2 separate regions of the Mus musculus genome follow, and region 2 is linked to region 1. A link is a contact called in public promoter capture Hi-C data. All regions are on one chromosome and are shown on one strand. The core of a region is the stretch at or near the end of the contact, and the rest is flanking DNA. Distances in the headings are between cores, read along the strand shown.

Region 1 (5,472 bases), core at 1,075-3,574:
ACCTATAAATTACGCTTCATGTACTCTTTTCTTCAATGCTCATTCTTAATCCTTCTCCTTCAACATATTCAAATATCATAGACCTGTGTTCTTAAGGTAAATAACTTCCTAATTGCCTAATCCAATGGCTCTTTCAGCCCCTATTCTCCTTAACCTCTCTGCAACATCTGATACCGCTGACCACCACTTCCTTCTTGACGTTCTTATCTGCTCTAATGTGAATCTGTAACTGCCTTCCTCCTCCCAATGGCTAATTACACAGGGGTTAAGGCAGCTCCTCTTCCTCCTTTAAAATGCTGGCACTCCTAGTATTCTGTTTCCTCTGGAAGGCATCATTCATTTAGACAGTTTAAACAGTTATCTCTATGCAGGCAACTCCCACATGCTTATCATGAGCCAAGTTCCCACTTGAATATTCCAGTAATATTATTTCTGTCTCCTACTACATTAAAATGATCTTCCAAAGCTGAACTCCTTGTCTTTCCCCTAAAACATAGCCATTTATGCTTCATTTTAACATTTCCATTCTATTAATAAAGTATTTATCTAGTTGCTTGGTTCCCAAACTGTGGACTTACCTTGATGAGTCTTCATTATCACAGCAAATAAAAGACAGTCTTGATTGATTTCGCCTTCTTTTAAAATGTCCTTTTTTAAATTAAAAGTATTTAAATAGCTATATAAGGCAACATGTCTCATTTTCAACTTTTTAATTTCTGTTCATTTTGCCACTCCCATAGCTGAAATCCTCATTACTTTTCAAAAGCAACCCTAAAGTAAATATAGGATCCTGGTCACTGGAATGAGCGCTAATGTGCCTGTATCTGGCCCGCAGATTTGTCTTACTACATAAACTTCTAAGCATTGTTCCTCTGTCCAAAAGCTTCTGGTGGCTCCTTGGTGCCCAGGAGATAAAGCTGAAGTGTTAACACACATCCTGATTCCCATTCAACCATTTAGCTTCATCTTCGACCACTGATCCTCCAGAAATCTCAACTCTAGACCGGCCTCACCCCTTTTTCTAGAATAGCATACCTCCTGCACTTGCTTCATTCACTCCCCAGTACTTTTTACCTTCTGCCATGAAGTCATTGCTTCTCTCAACTAAAGACCACGCAGTTTAGAGGCCCAATTTAACCCAAATAAAGACTTTTTTAAGACGCAAGGGAGAAGACCAGATATGGTGTACATGACTAAACTTTCAGTGATTGAAAGGCTAAGAGAGAGGATTTAAGAACTGGAGACTATTCTGGACCACCCATTAAGACCCTGACTCAACCCGGGCGTGGTAGCGCACGCCTTTTATCCCAGCACTTGGGAGGCAGAGGCAGGCGGATCTCTGAGTTTGAGGCCAGCCTGGTCTACAGAGTGAGTTCCAGGACAGCCAAGGCTACACAGAGAAACCCTGTCTCGAAAAAAACAAAAAAGGAAGAAGAGGAGGAGAAGAAGGAGCAGGGGGAGGAGGAGGAGGAGGAGGAGGAAGAAAAAAGACCCTGACTCAAAACAAATACTCTAGAATGAAAAACAATACCAAGGCAGAGGCTGTTCGGCTCCTGCGCTGGCTGGACAGTCATGCTCTGCCTGTGCTATGGCAGCATGTGCTCTGACGTCCTGGAGGCAGGTCTGGTCTTAGCCTAAACTCTCCTCTGAATCTGCCTTTACGGTGAGACTTCCCTTCTGGTTTGAAAGCTGACTCCAAGGTTCACCTGGGTACTATGACTAATATGCCTGTGTATGTCTGTATGTCTGTATGTCTGTATGTCTGTGTATGTTCACCTGGGCACTATGACTAATATGCCTGTGTATGTCTGACATGATTACTGTTTGACATGGTTATTTTGGTTTGTTATGCAACCATACTTTTCACCTACTTTTATGTCAATATTTTCCTAATACCATAGCACAAAAAGTAGTTATTCTCTACTTACTAATATCACTTAAATATTCATATAGTTACACATGCTATAAGCCAGACAAGTTCAACCTGTGGCCTGCTGGCTTCATGTGTTCCAGTACACTAATGAATTTGCTCCAACACATTTGCAAATGGCATTTTGTTACAATGTCAAAAGGTCTGATACCCTTGAAGTAATACAGAAGAGAGCAATCCTTGGCTTTAAGCTACCTATGAACAGAAGAGACTAAGCAAAATTAACATCTATCTACTTCAGCTCTGTCCTTTGACTGTCTCCTGCTTCTCACTCAAGTTACTAAGGAAAGGGAGAGTAGGAGGGGAAAAGAAGAAATAAGCTGATTACACACAGAGCTTCAGAGGCACTGGTCCCTGTCCTCAGTGTTTTAGAAGTTCTTGGTAGAGAGGCCACATTGCAGAGTGGAATTTTACAAAGGGGAAGAGGGTAGCTTATGACTTATTTGTTATTGGGATGATAGCCAAGGGTCATAAACTGTTGAAATAATCACTGGCTGCCTTGGGTGACAGATGCCCAGGATCAGCAAGGAGACCTGCATGGCTGGAACCTCTCTATACCCATCATTGTGGCCAGCAGCTGCCTCAGACTCTGGCTGGGGCTGCTGTGGTCACTGCTGAGGTCAACAGCCACTATTCCAAGAACTAGAACTAACATTTCCAACAACCTTTTTACCTTTGTTCTATGGCATGGTCCATCTTCCTGTGGATGTGGGAAGGAGAATGCTCAAACAAAATATAGCTAAAGAAAGTCACTAAGGATGATTTTTTTAAGCCCTAAAATCTTTATAAGGAACAAAACACTGGCAGTTTGTAGCTTCATTTTAAAATAATCTCACATCCATAATCAAACTTATGTCTAAACATCTCTCCTTGGAAGTCTTTTCTGGAACAACCCTTCCTGGTTAGTTTAGCTCTCTTTGTTAAGCCCACAACCCCTGCCATTCCATTTGTTCAGATCCCTAAGGCAAGGGACAGGGAAGAGGTGGGGGAGACCTGTATGTTTTCCACTCTAAAGGAAAAGCTAAATGTTTCCTCTCATTTCTTTATGGTTTGACCCCTGTACTCTTCAAGGACTACTGACCTCCTATACACACAAATAATAATAGTAATAACTTCCCCTCAGAAATGGCAGGCGCTGACTGGACATCTTCAGTTTGATCCTATATAAAATTTCAATCTCCGTGTCTCCTCTTGGGCTCTTAGAAGAAAACGTGGCTCTGACCCCTACTAGCAAGGATAGGTTTAACTCCCTGAAGGGCAGTATGGAGGACCCAGGGAATAACACAATAAATCTGCAATAATTACACCTGCTCCTTAGAGGTATAGCCCATCCAGACCTTTCTATAAAAGCCTCGGTGGCCTCTCAAGATAAAACCCTACATAATGGCTGTATATCCAGTGATTGCTGATACATAGGGTGAAGTGTCTACAAAGGAGTATTCTCACTACCATGCCTCTGGCTCTTAAGCAGGCCAAAGGCATGAGCATTGAACACATCTTTCCATATTTCTGGGCTTATGGACAAACTACCAATAAAAGAGATATACTTACAAACTCACTAGAAATGTAGCTAACTTACATCTCAACTGTATGCAATAAATTCCTCACTTCATGACAAATAAAAAGTAGTGCCTATAAACCTGATTAAAAACAGTCACACAGAATGACAGTGAACATTTTAAGTCATTCCTTATCACTACAACAAAGACAAAACTGTCTTATGTACCAAACAAACCCAGGTCCCAAAGGTTTCAAGTGCCTTTTGGTAACCTGCATGTTTAAACAATGAAGATGAACTGCTCTTTAGGTTCCCCGCAAATGCCCACTTCACATTAAAACGTATCTACAATAAACCCGGGTTTCAAAGCATCTGCCTTGTAGTCTTTTCATGGGTGCCATGGATGCCCACAAACTTCCATCACACTCGACTCCAGCCTCTGTATAAAATCATGGACCATTCTTCAGATTGTAAATTAGCAAGCACCAGTGCACATGTGGCTCTGGGAGAAGTGTCTTTGGGAGTCTGATTATCGTGGTATGCTCATCCCATTAACACATGCCCCACACAATCTCCTCACACAGGGATGAGTTGAAAGCTGTGACATCAGGTCATGGTGTGGGCTCCTGGAATAGGGGCAAAATCAGACCCTGATTTGAAGCTCAAGCCTGGACAACTCTGTGGCTCGTTGTCTTTCTTAGTCTTGAAGGTTTAATGAGAAACCCTTTCAGAGTTGTAGGCAACTTTTTCTGCCTCTTTGAGTCAGGGTCTTGCTATATAGCTAAGCTAGCTTCAAGTAGGACCATCTGGCCTTCAACACTTCAACTCAGTGTTGGGATTACAAGTGTTGGTTGTCATACTCACCTAAAAAGCTAAAAGTTTTCATGATCTTGAGTTTTTAACCTACTATATTTAAAAATGACATTTGTTAAAAGACTGGCTTACTTAGTGTATTTTTCCTAACATATTTGCTTAGTTTCTTCATAACTTTTTATTTCACAATTGGATGAACTAAAAGTTGCTTCACATGTGAGTACATTTCCTTTCCATTTCACCACCCAAATTATCTACTGGAAGATCAGACTCTGGTGAAACTACAGGGATAAGTGAGGGTTATATATGATTAATTTTTTTCATTGAACTCAGTTTCATTGAACTCAGCAAAGCTCAAGAGAAGGAATTATAAGTAAAAATAGGCATCATTTTTTATCAGTATTTAAGGTTTAATTTAGGCTTGGCAGATATGAAATAGATTGCCACTCAAAATCCAGTTACATAGTTAAAGAGCATAGAGTCCAGATCCCCACGAGAGGTACTAACCTCTTCACTTTCTAAAACCTTCCAGGCATATACTGCCTGAATAATGAGTATCTGATGAAAGTTACAATGTTATTTTGTTTCCCTATAATACATAATAAAAATAATTCATTCCCATACTTAATAGAATATCCTGTCTTCTATATCATATTTTGCACATAAGATATAAGTTATAAATCAATGTTAGAAATATATGTCTATGGCTGAGTGTAGTGGGGTATGCCTTTAATCTCAGCACTTGGGAGGCAGAGGTAGTCTGAGGCTAGCCTGGTCTACAGAAGATAGCCAGGGCTACACAGAGAAACCCTGTCTCAAAACCTCCCACTCTTCCCCTAAAAGGAATTATGTATCAAATGGAAATTTTTAAACACCTAGATAAGGGAAAATTTGTATAGCCCTTGATAAACTTGTGATTATTTAATGCCTCAGAGGATTGAAGAGTATTAGAAAAAATTCTTCATTGATATACTACAGAATATTCATAACTGTAATAATTATCCTGTGTGTCAGGTTTGTATTTTAAAAGAGTGTGAAGCAATTTCAGGTTACCTGTTTCTAAGTGACAGATTTTCAAAACAGTGAGTACTAAATATCTTTTGGGGCTTTTATATCATTTTCAATCAGAGAGTGTTTATGCACTAGTTGTATAATGTTAGATACATGATATGACTCCACTTGAGCAGTGTAAAATTAACCACAAGTTCTTCAGAATCCTTACTGATAATGA
Region 2 (5,472 bases), core at 2,201-4,700, 150 kb after region 1:
GGATAGACTCAATAGAGGAGGGAGGTTTATCATTATAGGTTTTGTTTCAGATATTTTTTCCCTTGCTGCCCAATTCTCTCCTGTAGCCATCTCTCTGTTTTTGGAGAAAGATTTACTATAACTTAATATAGTCATAACTCACCAGGACGGGGGTTGGGGGGAGGGGATACTTCATCTTTCAGATGAAGATTCTGAGGGCTGGAGCCGGGAGGCTATCTTCCTGCTTACATCCGGAAACGATGGAGAAGAGGGGCCTCTGAGCCACAGACTCAGAAGTAGATCGTTGCCTGGACCTGTGACTCCTGGCAGACAAGCTTAGGGCCTTTTGGGAAACACAGGAAGCCCCCACCCCCACCCCGGGGAACCCAGACACTATACCATTGCAGTGGTCCCTTTCTCATAGAGCAAGCCCCACCCATGTTGCTGTGGGTGTGGTTGGGGTGGGGGTGGCTAGGAAAGCATGTAGAAGGCGGCATGAGCTTGAGAAAGAACAGGGCAAACCATAATGAGGTTTCCTCTTCTTGAGGCCTACCCTGGTGGATCCATGATTCTCTGACCTTTTCTGGGATGGCTTCGTATGAGACTCCAGACCCCATTAGCCTCCCTGTTGTCACTAATGCTTAGAAACCTACCTAGCGACCAACATGCATATTCCTAGCAGTCAGCAGGACTGTTCTCAAGAAGGGTGAAAACCTGCTTTAATCTAACACTTGGGATGTTGACCAGACATAGAGACAGTGGCCTAGATTCTGAAGGGTTTACCCAGTGTCTCCAAACAGATCCAAAAGCAATGCCCCCTGCCACCAACCCTCTGCTCACCATCCTTGCTCAAAGTGGGACGGGCACCCACTTTGTGTCCTTGACTCTTCAGGCTTGTGCACTGATCTTCCAGTGATAAAAGATAGCAGGGATGGCTGTCCTATCTCCACAATGCTCCCCATTGGCCCTTCTTTAGAATTGTCTGCTCAATAGTGATGTCCCTGTCTGTGTGTAGCACTGAGATGACAGTGGTGGCAGAGGCCACCATTCCTCCCCTCAACAGAGTTTCACTGCTGTCTCTGCTCAAAGAAAGTTATCATCTGGTTTGGAAGGGAAACACAGACACTGCCTGTGTTCTGAATAGAATTGCACCCCCCCCACACACACACACACACTCATGTGTTTAAATATTTGGCCATAGGGAGTGACATGTCCTTCTGGAGGAAGTATGTCACTGTGGGAGTAGGCTTTAAGGTCTCATATGTCCAAGCCACTCCCAGTGTGGCTTGCAGTCTTCTTCTGCTGCCTGCAGATCAAGATGTAGAACTCTCAGTTCCTTCCCCAGCACCATGTCTGCCTGTGTGTTGCCGTGCTTCCCACCAGGATGAGGGTGGTCTAAACTTCTGAAACTGTAAGCCAGCCCCAGTGGAATGTTTTCCTTTACAAGAGTTACCTTGGTCGTGGTGTCTCTTCAGAGCAATAGAACCCTAACTAAGACACTGTCCAAGGTGCATGAGAGATCTTGGTAGGAAATGATAGTACTCCCAAAACAGAGCAGGAATGGAACATGGGGTTCAGGCTGCGAGCACTAAAGCTTTTGGGGGGAGTTGGCACTTGACTGTGGCCTTGTGGGAAGCATAAGGAACAAAAGGGAAGGTGAACTCTACTTGGTAAGAACCATCAGGGAAAGTCTTGAAGACAGGAGCGGTGGGGAAGGATGCAGAAAGCTGCTGTTAAAGGAGACAGAGATGGTCCACAGCTCATCACACAATAGAGTCCTGGCTTCTAGGCTCAGGATGCTGGTGATTGTCTTTACTCAAAGCTATGGAGTTGTTTAAAGCAGGTCTTGCAGGCTGTACTCCTGACTGACGATGAGACGGGCTTGGGGGATGGCATGTCTGCGAGGATACCTACCTGTCTGCGATGGGAGGAAGACAGGAGCTGTCAGGGTCCTCTCCAGACAGGACAAAATGGTCAGACACATCTACTGTCAGTGGATGCTGGCTTTCAGGTGTCAATGCTTCCTATAGCTGAAGGAATAGCACTAGCTGTCTCTGCAGTAGATGGCAGACCATTCCCTGAGGAGACCTCTGGGAAACCCATCTCAGGATCTCCACAGCATGGAAACTGGTTGAGATGATATTTTGGCAGAAGCCTTGGCTTGAGGTCAAAGGTGGTTTGAGGATTCTATGCATCCAACTCCCCACAGTGACACTTTGTCCCTCTCGATCTAAGACTGTATGCTAGCCCCAGAGAGGAGTTACACAAGCTAGGAAGACAGTCAGGGGGTCAGTAGAAAGGGTGTCCCTTTAACTGACAACTATGTTGTTAGAACATGAGTCTTATTGTTGGACCTAGCAACTCAGAGAACAAGAGTGGTAAGTAATTCTTTTGGCTCACCAGATGCTGTAAAGGAATCCATGAACTTTGGTAGGAAAACAGAAGGGCTCTGGTTAAAGGCCAAGGAACTGGCACTTGTTTCAAATAATGGAAACCCATCAGAGCTTACAGAGAGTGCAGTGACATACTCACCTTCTGTCCCCTGAAGGTAGGTTTGGCCTTCGTGGGAATTGGCCTTGTAGAAACAGATGCCCACCCCCACCCAACCACCCACCACCCTGCTGAGAGCCACTGCAAGTAAAAGCAGCAAAGCTCAAATACAGTTGGCATGAGGGTTAGAAAGTGATTCCAGTACCTTCCACTTGTAATATGGAAATTATAGCTTCTCTCTAGCACTGAGGGGCTGCCATACCAAGAGGAGCAGCTAGCCCAGGGGCCATTAACCCAGGGGAAGCTGCTAACCCAGGGTAGCTGTGAGTCCAGGAGTCGCTGCTTAAGCCAAATGTCCAAGAGCAGCTAACTCTCATTAACTTTCTCTGGACTTCTTGGAATTTGTGAGTCGCATTCATTGCCAGAGCACACGGCCACCTTTTCCCGTGGGGCTTCCTGATATTTCTGTATCTGGCCAAGGTGAGGTGGAGGCCCTGACAGCGACTGCCGTGTAGCATCTTTTACTGCTAGGAAGTAAGGCGGCTGTTGCCAAGGCATGGATTTGTTAGATACCTGGTGTCTAGTGGTGCATGGCAGGTCCTGTCAATCATGCACATGTTCAGATCCCTTCTGCTGATGTGGGGGTGTCAGGCCTTTATCGGGAACCTGCTCATCCCCTCATGGGCACCCATAAGTTCATTTCTCATAGTCAGGGGCCATCACCGTTCACTGTCCACACTAATAGCAGCTTCATTGCTGACCAACTTCCTGCTGACCTTCACCATGACCTCAAAGTAGACATGATTTGTTCAAGGTAGCAGAGCTATTAATTACAAACAAGGCCTGGATCTGAGTCCCCAAGGCTCCAGTGCCCAAAGACACAGCACTGTCACCTCAGCCCTGACCCCTGACAGCCTCAGTAGGCCAACCCAGCAACACCCCACTTCCTACTTCTTCCAAAAAGTCACGAACACACTTCAAAATCCTGAGACATTAAAGAAACAACGACTGAGAAAAGGGGAAGTGGCCACAATTCTCTGCTTCAGATACACACCCAGTATATTTTTCTCCAGACTTGCAAGAATTTGTCAGCTGGGTGCCTGGCAGAGTATGTGCTCAATAAACACTTCTTGAATGTACTAATTAATGCTGGAGTTGACTGTTATTTATTAACAGGCCCACAGTGCTATTTTTACAAGGCACACTTCCATCTAGTTGTGGAGCCTGGGCCTTTCCATATGACTTTGAGTGACATGTCCCCACTGCTATCCCGTGAACAGCCCCATAGTTTGGTCACCTCTACCAGAGGTAGGCCTTCTGGAACAAGGCCAGGCAGCCCCCAGGCTAATGCTAACAGTCTTGCTTGTCATGATTCCCAGAAAGAAGGCACCAGTGCTATTTTGGTTAGACTGGTCAGTGGTGGTTTTGTGTGTGTGTGTGTGTTTTAAGAGAAAAATAAAAGAAAACCACCAATTAAGCAAGTCAAATAAGTGTTATTTTTAACTGCACAATACTTCATTGGTTCGCCTACATTTTCTCTTCAACCAGGTGCTTTGGGGTTGAATAAGCACATTATTATGTGCATAAATAAATATAAATGAATAATTGGTTATGAATTTCTTGCCCCTATAGTAGTCAACGTGCAACTTGGATTAGCGGGGAGTGAGCCCTCACCTCCTTCATTAGGCTGGAAAGGAGTTTCTGGTCCATTAAGCAAGAATCTGTTCTCCAACTGCACCTTTAAAAGACACAGTTAGCTGAGGGGGGGGAACGATACAGACAATATGGCTGGAATCTGCCTGGCCCCTTTGCACACCTGCTTGCTCTGGATTTCACAGACCAGGCTAGTCTGGGGAGAAAGGGAAGGTTGGCCATCTTGGAGAGACGGACACCTCTGAGGCAGGGTCAGACGGTCCTTGTCTTGGGCAAGTCTTAGTTTCCTGTTCTAGAAGTGAGTAGGATGGCTTCCTCTTCCATTTTCTTCAAAACTTAATGTGGTGGTGGAACTAGTGTAGGAGGCTCAGAGCCAGGCAGGAAGCAAGCACCAGTGCTAATGACTGTGACCACAAAGGTTCTGAGGAAGACCCACAACCTAGCCACACATCACTGACCAGTTTCATGGTTTGGGACGTTTCTTTGCACCCTATTGGCTTCACTTTCAAGAATCGTATTTCCTTCTAAATTAATAGGATTGATAGGATTAAATCAATAGGGAATTATAATAATCACCTAGATTTTACTCCCAGGTTTCAGCTGCAACATAGTCTGAAGAGTTTGTGTCTAAAACTGTCCCCCACAACAGGTGACAGGTGAGCATGGCTCCCACCTGCTGAGCACACCACCTCAGGGAGCAGGAAACAGGGGGCAGGAAAATACATACCATTCATTCTGTTTCCTTTTGCTATCACCAAACACTTCAGACTGAATGAGTTATAAAGAAGAAAGGTTTCTCCAACTCACAATACTGGAGGCAGAGAGGCTCTGACCAGATGCACATGGACATTCCACGCAGAGTCCTAAGATGATACAAAACACCACATGGTGAAAAGAGTTCACCCTGGAGATGGTGTACCAAAGTGGCCTTTATAACGGATCTGCTCTCAGTGTCACCCATTAACCCATCTATTCTTAGCCTTTGTGGTCTAATTAGCCCCTGAAGGGCCTGCCTGTATACACCTCTGAAGGCATCCCTCCCGATGAAGATTAAATACAGGGAAGGTTTTTGTGGAGACATTTAAACCAAAGTGCATACTAAAAAAAACACAGAGAGCAGATTTCTGAACTCCGTAGGGTGGGAGGGCGGCTTCCCCAGGAGAAGTGGTAAGCAGACTCATGTGGTAGAGCCATTCCAGACTCCAGAAAGGAAGGCCGCAACTCTGGAAGTAAAATACATTTTTCTCTATTTAAGATCTTGCCAGGAGCTCCTCAAACTACAGATGAGCATTTTTATAAGCATAAATTCACAAGATTACACAATTTACATGTAAAATGGGGCCAGTTTCC

What was found. Capture Hi-C pulls out chosen DNA fragments and counts their contacts.
Region 2: a contact with region 1 is called in a promoter capture Hi-C map of adipose tissue. The contact joins two enhancer-like sites. A contact is called at or near these places in 1 of 484 Hi-C or Micro-C datasets (spermatogonial stem cells), 1 of 115 datasets of contacts at active chromatin or transcription factors (pancreatic cancer cells) and 2 of 9 other capture datasets (adipose tissue and liver).

What each region holds. Positions count from the first base shown.
Region 1 is chr6:38,821,622-38,827,093 of GRCm38.p6, forward strand. The region is part of intron 1 of Hipk2 (homeodomain interacting protein kinase 2); the gene reads right to left. Among named protein-coding and RNA genes, the nearest start is that of Hipk2, 52 kb to the right of the region's middle. Within about 2 kb of position 2,325, at least 37 of the 459 cell types and tissues checked have an H3K27ac peak or open chromatin away from gene starts, as enhancers often do. A contact at or near this core is called in adipose tissue, where this site is marked.
Region 2 is chr6:38,970,596-38,976,067 of GRCm38.p6, forward strand. All of the region lies in intron 3 of Tbxas1 (thromboxane A synthase 1, platelet), which reads left to right. Among named protein-coding and RNA genes, the nearest start is that of Gm52859, 7.4 kb to the left of the region's middle. Within about 2 kb of position 3,451, at least 80 of the 459 cell types and tissues checked have an H3K27ac peak or open chromatin away from gene starts, as enhancers often do. A contact at or near this core is called in adipose tissue, where this site is marked.